2 separate regions of the Gossypium hirsutum genome follow, and region 2 is linked to region 1. A link is a contact called in public Hi-C data. All regions are on one chromosome and are shown on one strand. Each heading gives the region's core, a stretch centred on a gene start, on an enhancer-like site or on the middle of the called end of the contact. The rest is flanking DNA. Distances are from core to core; before and after follow the strand shown.

What was found. A called contact is a pair of places that touch in the nucleus more often than the background predicts.
Region 2: a Hi-C map of leaf shows a contact between it and region 1, with 2.0 times the contacts expected there. The contact joins the promoter of LOC107963372 here to the promoter of LOC107961748 in region 1. A contact is called at or near these places in 12 of 34 Hi-C or Micro-C datasets (callus, hypocotyl, leaf and 2 more).

The regions. Positions count from the first base shown.
Region 1 is chrA06:92,506,521-92,512,107 of Gossypium_hirsutum_v2.1, forward strand. LOC107961748 reads right to left here and starts at 1,277. Exons shown (of 2, transcript XM_016897849.2): 1 at 614-1,277; 2 at 206-519. The coding sequence starts at 886. The coding sequence ends at 352. LOC107961746 reads left to right here and starts at 3,948. Exons shown (of 6, transcript XR_005928428.1): 1 at 3,948-4,419; 2 at 4,524-5,064.
Region 2 is chrA06:92,919,723-92,925,271 of Gossypium_hirsutum_v2.1, forward strand. LOC107963372 (transcription factor MYB102) reads left to right here and starts at 2,301. Exons shown (of 3, transcript XM_016899916.2): 1 at 2,301-2,490; 2 at 2,605-2,734; 3 at 2,817-3,640. The coding sequence starts at 2,358. The coding sequence ends at 3,474.

The DNA of each region.
Region 1 (5,587 bases), core at 27-2,526:
CATTAAAAACATGTGAATTTCTTATGTTTAAAATTTTAATAAAAAAATTATATAAAATTAAAAATAAAATAATATATAACAATCAGGTTAATTATTTATAAATATGAATAAATTTAAATAAAATTTAATTAAATTAATATCATAGAACTTGTTTTACACACAAAATCTCTATTAATATATATTTGATGAGCAAAGTTAATTTAATTCAACAATACCAGTTCAAATTCAAATGGTACTAAAAGAACATACAATAATTTGATCCACTATGATATGACCCAAAAACTTTAATTTGAATGAAAATTCACAGTTAAGCTAAAAAAGTTATATAAGAATTATATAATCTAAATCCATCTAAAAAGGAAATTCAGATTCATCCCATTGAAGAACTGCAGAATCTATGTTTTGTTCTCTTTTCAGTTTATCTTTCACAAACCAATCACATACTCTTCCAGCATTCATCTCTTCAATTGAACATCCTTCCTGTTCTGATATCACTCTAAGTAGATTCAATGATGATATCTGCAACCATACCCCCAATTTTCTTAATTTTAGTCTTAAATAGCATTCAGATATTAGATTTCACATTTCCATGGAATATTAAGGAGAGGTTTACCGTTAATCGACATAGGAACTTTTCATGAGAGCTTAAACCAGATATTTCAACCAAACCAGCCTCTTCTAGAGATAGGAAACTTCTTCTTTCTGTCTTCTTTTCTCCTTCACCACCTTGGCTATTGCTGCATCCTCTTATTACAAGCTTTCTTGCAATGGACAATTTGTTTGCTGGTGAAAAACTGGTTTGGGTTTTAGCTAGTTTTTGAGGATATCTAGGATTGGATAGTAATGGTGTTTGATAAAGAGTTGTACAAGGTAAGTGTAAAATCATACTTTCTGTTTCGATCAAAAGAAGATCACTAGAAGAGAATTAGGTTGAATTTGGATCGTTATGGAGTTTATGTGGTGGAGATGGAGATGAGGAGAATACAGGCAAATTAAATCGGCTTGTTGGTGTAGTCTTTACAAACATGGGTTATGGGATATTAAAAACGGGCCAAAAGTGAGTTGGGCTTCAACTTGTCAAATGACCACAGTTCATTAGCTTTTTGTAAGATAATGGATAAGCATGCCATGTACATGTTGTGTAAGATAAAGGAGGACCTTTAAGGATTTTCATTTCCTGCAACTCAAAAGATCATTAAAAAAAAAAGGTTCAAAATTTAATGGATAATTAAGCTTTTTTCAATGGTTGTTTAATATATTTTTTAGTGATTAAAAAATCCAAGTAATTTTGGTGTACTTACAATTAATTAATTAAAAGATTGACGCCCTTTTTTGTGTTCTATTTATTCAACAGGAAAGAGAAATGTCAACAATACCATTTCTAGTTTTTTTTTTTAATTACGGAAGAAAATTCATTATAACTTTGATTTTAAAATAGCAATTTTGGCTCTACTTATAAACGGTTTTGTTTAAATTAGAAGGATTGATTAAAATAATTATATTTGTGGTTGAAAGTTAATTAAGAATGTAATAACAGAAATAATTAGTGAGAATAGCGCGGAAATTGAATTATTGGCTTCGTCTGGTCCTCTTAAATCTTAAGCAATTAGGCCAGAGAGGAAAAGAGAGAGTAAGTTACCATTGACCAAGTTAAAATTAGGCTTGAATGAGACTTTGTTTAAAATGAAGTCTTATTTTTTCTTTATTTAAAAAATTCAGTAACTCAAAATTTCAAATAGTCTCTGATATGATGGACAAAAATTAAATATGATAAATTAACAAATATTTACAAAAATTATTAATAACAATAATGATTAGAGTAAAAATTTTAAATTGAAAAAAAATAAAAAGATAAAATTTTTAACTTTTAAAATATAGAAATTAAATTTCAAATTATACAAAATAAAAAATTTCATTCAAACGGAGACAAATAAGAAAGAAATTTCTTATCTAAAATTGGATACAAAACAAACAATCAAACCTTGAGCAAATTAAATTGAGTTGTTAGTGTAAAACTAAGGATTTGTTTAACATTACTTTTTAAAAGTGTTTTTGGGGACAAAAGCACTTTTCAAACAAGAAGCAATGCTAAACAAATAATTTGTAGAGTCAAAAGTGTTTTTAAAAGTATTTTTGAATTTAAAAGCAAAAGCAATTTTCTTTTAAACTTTTGCTATTGACAAAAGTGCTTTTAGATCAAATGACAGTTTTAACCTTTATAATATATTTTATATAATGTTTGTATTTTGTATATAATTATTTTCCTATTAAAATTTATTATATATATAATATTATATTTTAATTTTTTATTGGTTATATTTTATTATTTAAAATATAGTTTATATATTCAAATTAAATTTTATGAATAATTAAGATTAAATTTTTTTAAAAATATTTAAAATTTATATTTCATATATTAAAATATTAACAAGTTATAATAAATTATTTTTTATATTCTTACTAAAATATCATAATATTAATTAATTTGAACATTATTTAAATGTAAATTTATTACTTTATAACACCATGTCTAAAATAGATATTTTATTTCTTAAAAATTCTTTTTGACAGTAATACTAAATATTTAAATCTTAAATTAAAATTTTCAAAAATATTTTCCAAATATTTTTTAAAAACTCTTTTAAAAAATATTGCTAAACTAAAATTATATTGAGGTAAAATGAACATAATCCATAAGCTTTTTATAAGAGAATGGATCGCTACATTTCCCACAACAAAATGCATTCCTTCATTTCCCTCGTTTAGAATTCAAACTAAGTAAGAAGTTCTTACCATGTGAGTGGATTAATTTTTTGTTAAGTCATGTCAACATTATTGCAAGAGAAAGGATAAGCATGCTACGTCAGGCATGAGGTGTAATACTAATCTTCAGAAACATTTTTAATTAGGTCAAATGTCGGGTTCATTAGTGCTAATTTAACCCCTAAAAATCGAAATTAGAGATAGAAATCATGAACTGATTACATTACTTGTCAGGGGAGAAAGATTGACAGTAGGGCTCTAAAATCCTCACACTGCATATATTTATATTTCCTTATAAACAAGCTATGTACATGTAAGAATTTTAACAACCTGAGGGTAAAGATTTTGGTTAGTTAAGACCCCAGCAACTCAAGTACATGACAGTTCTGAGAGACTCTTCGGCCTATTTCAACCTATCGATGTTGGCAGCCTTGAAACCCTCGGAGTTAACTGCATTGAGATGACGCCTTGCTTGCTTAGAGGAACACCAAGAAGAAGAATCCTTGAGAGATTCACACTTGGATGACTGCTCTTTCATCCCCTGCATCAGTCACAACCTTATAAATATCCCAAACTACAAAGGAAAAGATTGTTTTCAAAGTATTTCAAGTGTAGATTGAGAGTGGATATATATATATATAGATATTAGATAGGACGAAGAGGGAAAACGCGTCTAAAGCTTTCCTTAATGATTAGGAGACTGACAAAGAGATGGAGATTGGAGATAAGTGGATAAGGACAACTGGATGTCTAAGTTTGATTTTGGAAGTTTCCTCATATGAGATTTGTTTGCTTTCCATTAGTTTAAAATTCTTTGTATTTTAAGATATTTTTTCTCAAAATCATACTAATCCTCAAAGAAAAGCCAATGTTATCACAATTGGATCCAACAGGTTAAAATATGTAATATATATTCAACTTATTTCTATATTAATTAAATAAAATTTATAAAAATTTATTACCGATTTCAACCATTAATTTTTTTAGTCTTGTTGATTGAAGATCAAAGTGATGGAAGTTAAGAACAGCTCATCCAGTGAGAAATTGGATAAGAACAATAGAAAGTGGTGGAAAGGGAAAAGAGAGAGAGATGATCTTGGGGCATTGAAAAGCACCGTGGGTCTTTTCCAAGGTGTCACTCACTACTTCGTTGGCTTTGGACTTCTTAGGGCTCAATTAACCTTTAAATGTCCTTTTTATTTTTTTTTCAAAATATATATTGGATTTATAAAAGCAAACACAAGACAAGTCCTTTGGGTTATCCAAATTATTAACACATTCACGCCAACAAACAGGCCAATGGATTCCCAAATTTTGAAACAATAAGCTCAGCTAATCTTTCTAGAGACGCTTCACAAAGCATAAAAAATTAAAGATTCTAGGATTTTCCAACACCATTTCGATTGAAGCAACAAAATTAGGGGAAACTGTTCATCTTCTTTAAGAATGCAATGGACAAAACTTTTGCTACTTCCCATTCCTTCATCTTCGAGCACGTTTCAATCTGGAGCTTCCAGTAAGCTACGGTTTCTCTCAACCAGTATTGCCGCAACCTTTGGGATCCCATACCTCAAAAACACCTATTGTTTTTGCCAAAGACCTCCGCTGGCTAACTGGTGCCCCACTTCATTGGCCGATCTGTTCACATGCATAAAGGTACAACTTTGAAAAACCTTACTTAACCTCTTCACATATTCAATATAGGCCGATATTTTAGAGGAATCTGTTCCATCTTTGGTTGCTTTCTTTATCACTGTTAGGGAATCTCCTTTCAACCTCCGGCTTTTGTAAATTTAAATCTAAGCACATCCTCAATGCCAACACACAAGCCACTGTTTCCGCCGCAAAAGGCGAAAGAATCCTCTCAGTCAAGGTGATTTTTGATGCTATAGCTCTTCTTCTTGAATTTCTTAATAATATTCCAGAACATGATATTTCTTCCTGCTTTCGAAATTCATCATCAAAGTTTACTTTTATGTACCCATCTTTCGGGCATCTCTATCGGTCTACTATTTCGAGAATTAAACTGTGATAAGGGAATTTTGAGAATGTTTGCAGCATCCCTCTCATTAAAGGTATTATGAATCGCTCTCATTTTCCAACTCGTAGAATTAAAATCAATCAAATCTACAACAAGGCTTGCATTTGGATTTTTCACACCATCCAAGATTTCGTAGTTATCAACCTTGGGCATCCATGCATCATTCAAGATTGAGATGGAAGTCCCCGTACCGACTCTCTAGCAAAGACCTTCATGAAAGAGCCCATTTGCAGCCCACACGCTTTGCTAAGTATAAGAAGGTAAATTACCTAAACTTGAATGAATTAATAAAATCTATGGATGGATAATATTTAGATTTTAACGTTCTAGCTAACAAGGAATTTAGCTAAAGAATTAAACGCCAACCTTGCTTCGCTAACAACGCTAAATTAAACTTGGTAAGACTCCTAAAACCAAGACCACATTCTCCTTTAATTTGCACATCAAACCCCAATCACACCAATGAAGTCCCCATTTGCCATAGCTTTTCTGCCACCAAAACTTCCCATAAGATTTTTCATTTCCAAGCAAAGCGATTTTAGTAGAAGAAAATAGGACATAGAGTACGTCGGTATTGATTGCAGCGCAGTTTTAATAAAAACTCCTTTTCCTCCCTGCAAAAGAAATATTGCACTCCAACTATCAAATTTTTGCTTCATTCGATCCTTAAGTATTTGAAAAGCTCATTGTTTTACCTTACCCACCATACTTGGAAGCCCCGAGTAGTTCTCAAGATTATTAGAACTTCGAACCCCGAATATGCTCTCCATTGAAAGTCTATCT
Region 2 (5,549 bases), core at 1,051-3,550, 410 kb after region 1:
TCGTTCCTGTGTCCTTCCACGAACAATGAGACCCTTTCCTTAAGAGTCGAATCCAGACACAATATGCTTCATCTTGTTATACGGTGTTAAAGAAGCATAGACTTTATCAATTGTGAAAGATTTGCAGCTATACAAAATTGTATCTTTAAAGGTTGAATAAGACGAGGGCAACAGACAAAGTAGAATTACCCCTAAATTTTCTTTATCGTACTGAACCTTCATGGCCTTTAGGTCCAAGAAAATTTCTTTAAACACAATTAAGTGTTTGTGCACAGACGCACCTTCCTTTAAATGATGAGCATAAAGGCACTATTCATATGCAACTTGTTAATTAGGTTTTTCGACATGCATAGTTGCTGCAACTTTGCCCATAATGTAGTGACGGTCTTTTCCTTTATCACATTCTGTAGAATTTCATTCGACAGATGCATATGTAATTGCATTAAAACCTTTCGATCTTTACACTTCTTCTTTTCCTCTGTCAATGTCGAAGGCATCTTATCTACCCCTAACAAGGCATACTCCAAATCCATCTACACAAGAACTGCCTACATCTTTCTCTGCCACAACGAGAAAATATAACACACAGATTTTACGTAGAAACTCTTACGGGGAAAAACCACAGGCAAAGGAGAAGAAAATTCATTAATGTTGAATTTGAATGATATAAGAGGAGTTTTGACTACATCTATTTATAGATTGAAAAAAAACCTAATTCTAATCAATGTCAAGTATATTATGCTAATAAATGCTAAATAAATTATAGTAATAAATACTAAATCGTCTAGAAATAAAATATTTTTTTAACTTAACTTGCAAGCAATCTCTTAGAATTTAGGTCACACAATTCTAACAAAATTTATTTTTAAAATTAAAAATTAAAACTTTATTTTTAAAATTAAAAATTGTTTTGACACTTTATTTCTAACTTACTTATACAATGTGTCTTAAAATTCTGAATATAGAATTTATAACAAATTTATTTTTCAAATTTCCTTCATCATAATTGACCCATAAATTATATCCATAACATTATGAATATATTATATTTATAATATTTTAAATTTATTATATTGTATTTAAAAAAACTTAAGTATATTTTTTTAAGTTGTTTATATATTCAAATATGTTTCATCAATAATTTTAAATAATATATTAATATCAATATAATAACAATTTATAAAAATAGACGAGTAATTCATGTATCATATCACATAAGATAAAAATTAATTATATATTTATGGATGCAAATTTTAAATTGTGAAAATTAAACCTTTTCCTGAAATTTATTGGAGGGGCCCTTTTTCTGTTCTCTCTATGCATACCAAACACCATTGTTATCATCCTCGAATTAAATGCTTATTTATTTATTAAAAACACACATAAGTAATTGACTTGAATCCCTCAAGTGTTAAAATAATTGCACATTACCCTCATGTGAGGGCAATAGAATCGGCCTACCAATGCAGCTTTCAATGGACAAAACAATTAACTAATCGCTTTTCGATTTTAATTCAATTTCCTTTTTAAAAAATTAAAATATAATTTTTTTAAAAATATTTCCTTTTTGTATTTGCAATTTCTTATGTTTAAAAGAAAAAAAAAATCAAAGGACTTTGAGATAGTAAGTCAAAGCCAATCTTGGTAAAATTGTAGCCATGCAAATTATGCCAGAAGAAAAGAAGGGGCAGGTGGCTGTTTCATGTTGGTGACAGCTAATATGAATCCAGAAAGTGAGGAGTGACACTCTCCTCCCGCATAATGTTGGGCAAAAAATGACTGCAGTTTATGAATTTGGATGGTAATCACATTAATTTTAGAGTTAACCTAGATCTAATTTTTAAATTAAAAATAAAATTTATTATTATTTTTTTCATCTTTAAAACTTAGAATTAAAACTTTGTTTAAAAGGAATAAATTTTTTTACCACTTAAACTTAATAACAAATTTGGATAGATAAATTTGAGATCTATTAAAAGATAAGTAATAATATCACAAAATATTAAGTATACTGATAATACATATTATATTTTAAGAAGATAAAACTTTGAAAATAATGTTGGGAGATATAACCAAAAATTTAAAAAAAAAAATTTCATAAATTATAAACCCAACTTAAAAAAATGAGTTTAACTAAAATAAATAAATAAATAAATAAAAGTAATTGATAGATTTAAAGATATGGGAGCCAAGATTTGAGGACACGTTGCCATAGTAATAAACAGAGGACGGTACCTAATCTATTTGACTTTTGCTTTGGTTTCTCTCCCTATTTATACAAGTACGTACCTATAGGGACCCTGCATCTCTTTGCTGCTGCATCATTTTTCTCTCTTCTCTGTCACTAAGCAATAAACATGGGAAGAGCACTTTGTTGTGATAAAAATGGGCTCAAAAAAGGGCCATGGACTCCTGAAGAAGATAAAAAATTGATTGATTATATTCAAAAACATGGTTATGGAAATTGGAGGACACTTCCAAAGAATGCTGGTAAACCTCTAGCATTCATTTACCGATAGGACACCATATGTTTTGTCTACGGATGAATTATAGTACTTCTTATGGACTTCACGCCTGATGGGTTTGTAAAATCTTTTATTATAGGGTTGCAAAGATGTGGAAAGAGTTGTCGTCTTCGATGGACTAACTACTTGAGGCCTGATATCAAGAGAGGAAGGTTTTCTTTTGAAGAAGAAGAGACTATAATTCAGCTACATAGTATATTGGGCAACAAGTAAGTTCTGTTTACATCTTTATTTGCTGTTTTCAGTTCTATTATTGTGTTTTTTTCCCTTAATGTTTTGTAATGTTTTAAGGTGGTCTGCCATTGCTGCTCGGTTGCCCGGAAGAACAGATAACGAAATAAAAAACTATTGGAACACACACATTAGAAAAATTCTTCTTCGAATGGGGATCGATCCGGTGACCCATACTCCTCGACTGGATCTTCTCGGTCTCTCTTTCCTTCACAACCAATATCTTATCCAGTCTTTTGCTAACCCTGAGCTTCTTCGTAATGTTGACCAATATCAACCATTGATGCAATCTAACCATTTCCATGCACAAGTCGAAGAAACCCCAACTTGTAGTGTTCCATTTTATAACGAAGAACAACAACTCGTGATGAAACCCAACTTGAACCAATTCCCATCAAATTTCAATGACTATGTTATGCCTTCAATTTTGACTGAAGATTACGTGCCGCTACCGCCGCAGTACAACTATTACGGCTCGGATTATCAAACCGTAATGGACCCTTCAATCGAAACCTCGAATTTCCATTCCATCAACAGCAACCAGAGCTTGGGGTTGGGGTCAGTTGTGTCGACGCCTTCGTCGAGCCCCGCCCCATTGAATTCAGACTTCGCATACCTCAACAGTAGCAGCACCACTGAAAACGAAACAGAAAGCTATTGCACCAACATTTTGAAGTCGGAAATCCCTGATATTTTGGATGTTAATGATTTCATGTAATTCCAAATGCATAACTCCCAAAAAGAGTTTTTCTTTTTTCTTTTTTTGATTCAGTGAGACATGTCGATACGTGTAAAAATTTCTACTAATTAATAGTTAATTTCTCTTAAGATCACTGTGTTAGAAGCAACGTTCTGTCCTTTTTCTTTTCTTTACTATTGGTATATCTTATCACATATGTATTATATTATTATACAGACAAGTCATCTTATTATATACTATATATATTTATTCAATTCATATCTACTTCCGAAAATAATGAATCAAATCATACCAAATTATATATAAGATGATGCCGTTTGCTTTCTTCACCAGATTTATGACATTTATGCTTAATCCATACTTATAAGCACTGGTTAAAGATAATTTAAGTTATTTTTTTACTGGTTTATTTAGTGTGTTGGTTTCAACTCTGATTGACAACATATCCGGAGTTTGAACTTCGTGTCCAAATCATCCTTTCCTTTAATTTAGATTTTTTTCTATTTATTTCGATATAAAAAAAAATATAAAAGTATCAATAAAAATAGAAAAAGACATTGGGTTCAAAGAGAGGAAGTGTAAGAGAAACTGTTTTTAAGGTAGTGATGAAGCAATTCTGCTTGGAAGGTCACATAATGGAAGGGGATTTGACCTAAAAAAAAAAGAGAGAGAGAGAGAAGAAAGGAGGGCACGCGTCGATCAATTAGCGTCGACCAAACCTTGAGGGTGGGAGGGCTCACCATTAAAAGGCAGAGCTTGCTTTTATTGAATAACATGGCATGACTCTTGTGCTGTTATTCAAATTCAGAACAATTTAATATCTAATGACGTAAGCATGTTGAAGGGCACGTGGCTCTACCATGCAAAAATGGGTCCCAATGTGAAGGGGTTTGACTTTGAGCTTTCTATCTAGTTTTAGACAAGCTACTCGACTGAGCTCTTTTATATATATATATTTCTTGTATACACGATTTAATGTTGGGTAAACTATCTAAAAAAGTTCTTCTCATTTTATTTTTTTTCAATCTAATCATTTTAATTAATATAATTGTTTGAATTAATTACTGTAATTAAAAATTATATTTTCCACTAACAGCACTATCAATCGTCTTCGTTCCTCTTCGTTCTTGTTTCATAAACAACTTGAACTTATCCTCCAACCCCCACATCAGCATCGCTTCAACGTCGATCCCAAGCATACTGACGATGAGCACTAACCCCCATGTCCCAAGCACTTCTTCAACTACCAGACCCCTCATAATTCCACCATTTCCGTCTCTCCATCGACATATCTATCAACGCCACAAATAAAGTTAAACAAAAATGGGTTATTTGCGATGGAGATCATCGTTAATATCTTCAAAGAACTCGAAAATGAGTACTTGAAGCAGTTTAAAAGCGTTAAAGGCAATGATAAGGTGTGTTGTATCGGTCTGGTTTCTACCATGAACAAGTTGAGCTTTGATAAATCCAAGAGAGGACAAAAACTTTGTTGTTTCGAAGAAAAAAAAAGGAACCCATTGTTTACCGCAAGCACGGTTGGACTCGAAAAAACTTGGCTTAAATGATAATGGATATAAGGCCTTCAATGGGATAGTTTAGGGTTTGGTTATCGGTGGTTCATGACAATGGCGATGGTTTGGAAGCAGTGAGTGGTAGTGCTAAGTTGGTAGGTGGCAGCCAAGGGTTTAATAAACCAAAAAAAAAAAAGAGAAGGGGACAACAGTGGTGAGCGTAGCAAGATTATGTAATCGGATGTCAAACGACAATGCTAGAGCTTAGGCGATAGAGGTATCAGCGACACAAAGGGTAGGCCAAGGTTTTCAGTTGAGAGAAGATTGCTGATAACCTAATCCATTAGTGATTAGCATAGTTTTTAACGGTAATACTTAATTCATATAATTATTTTAATTAAAAAGATTAAATTAAAAAAAATAATTACAGTAGGACATATTTTGTTTTAGAGTGATCTAATTTACCTAATTTATTCGTAAACCTTTCAAATCTCAAACAAGCAAGGAAGGATTCAGCCTCCAATTATCTCATCAAATTATTTTTCCATTAATATATTTTACATATTAATTATATCAAAC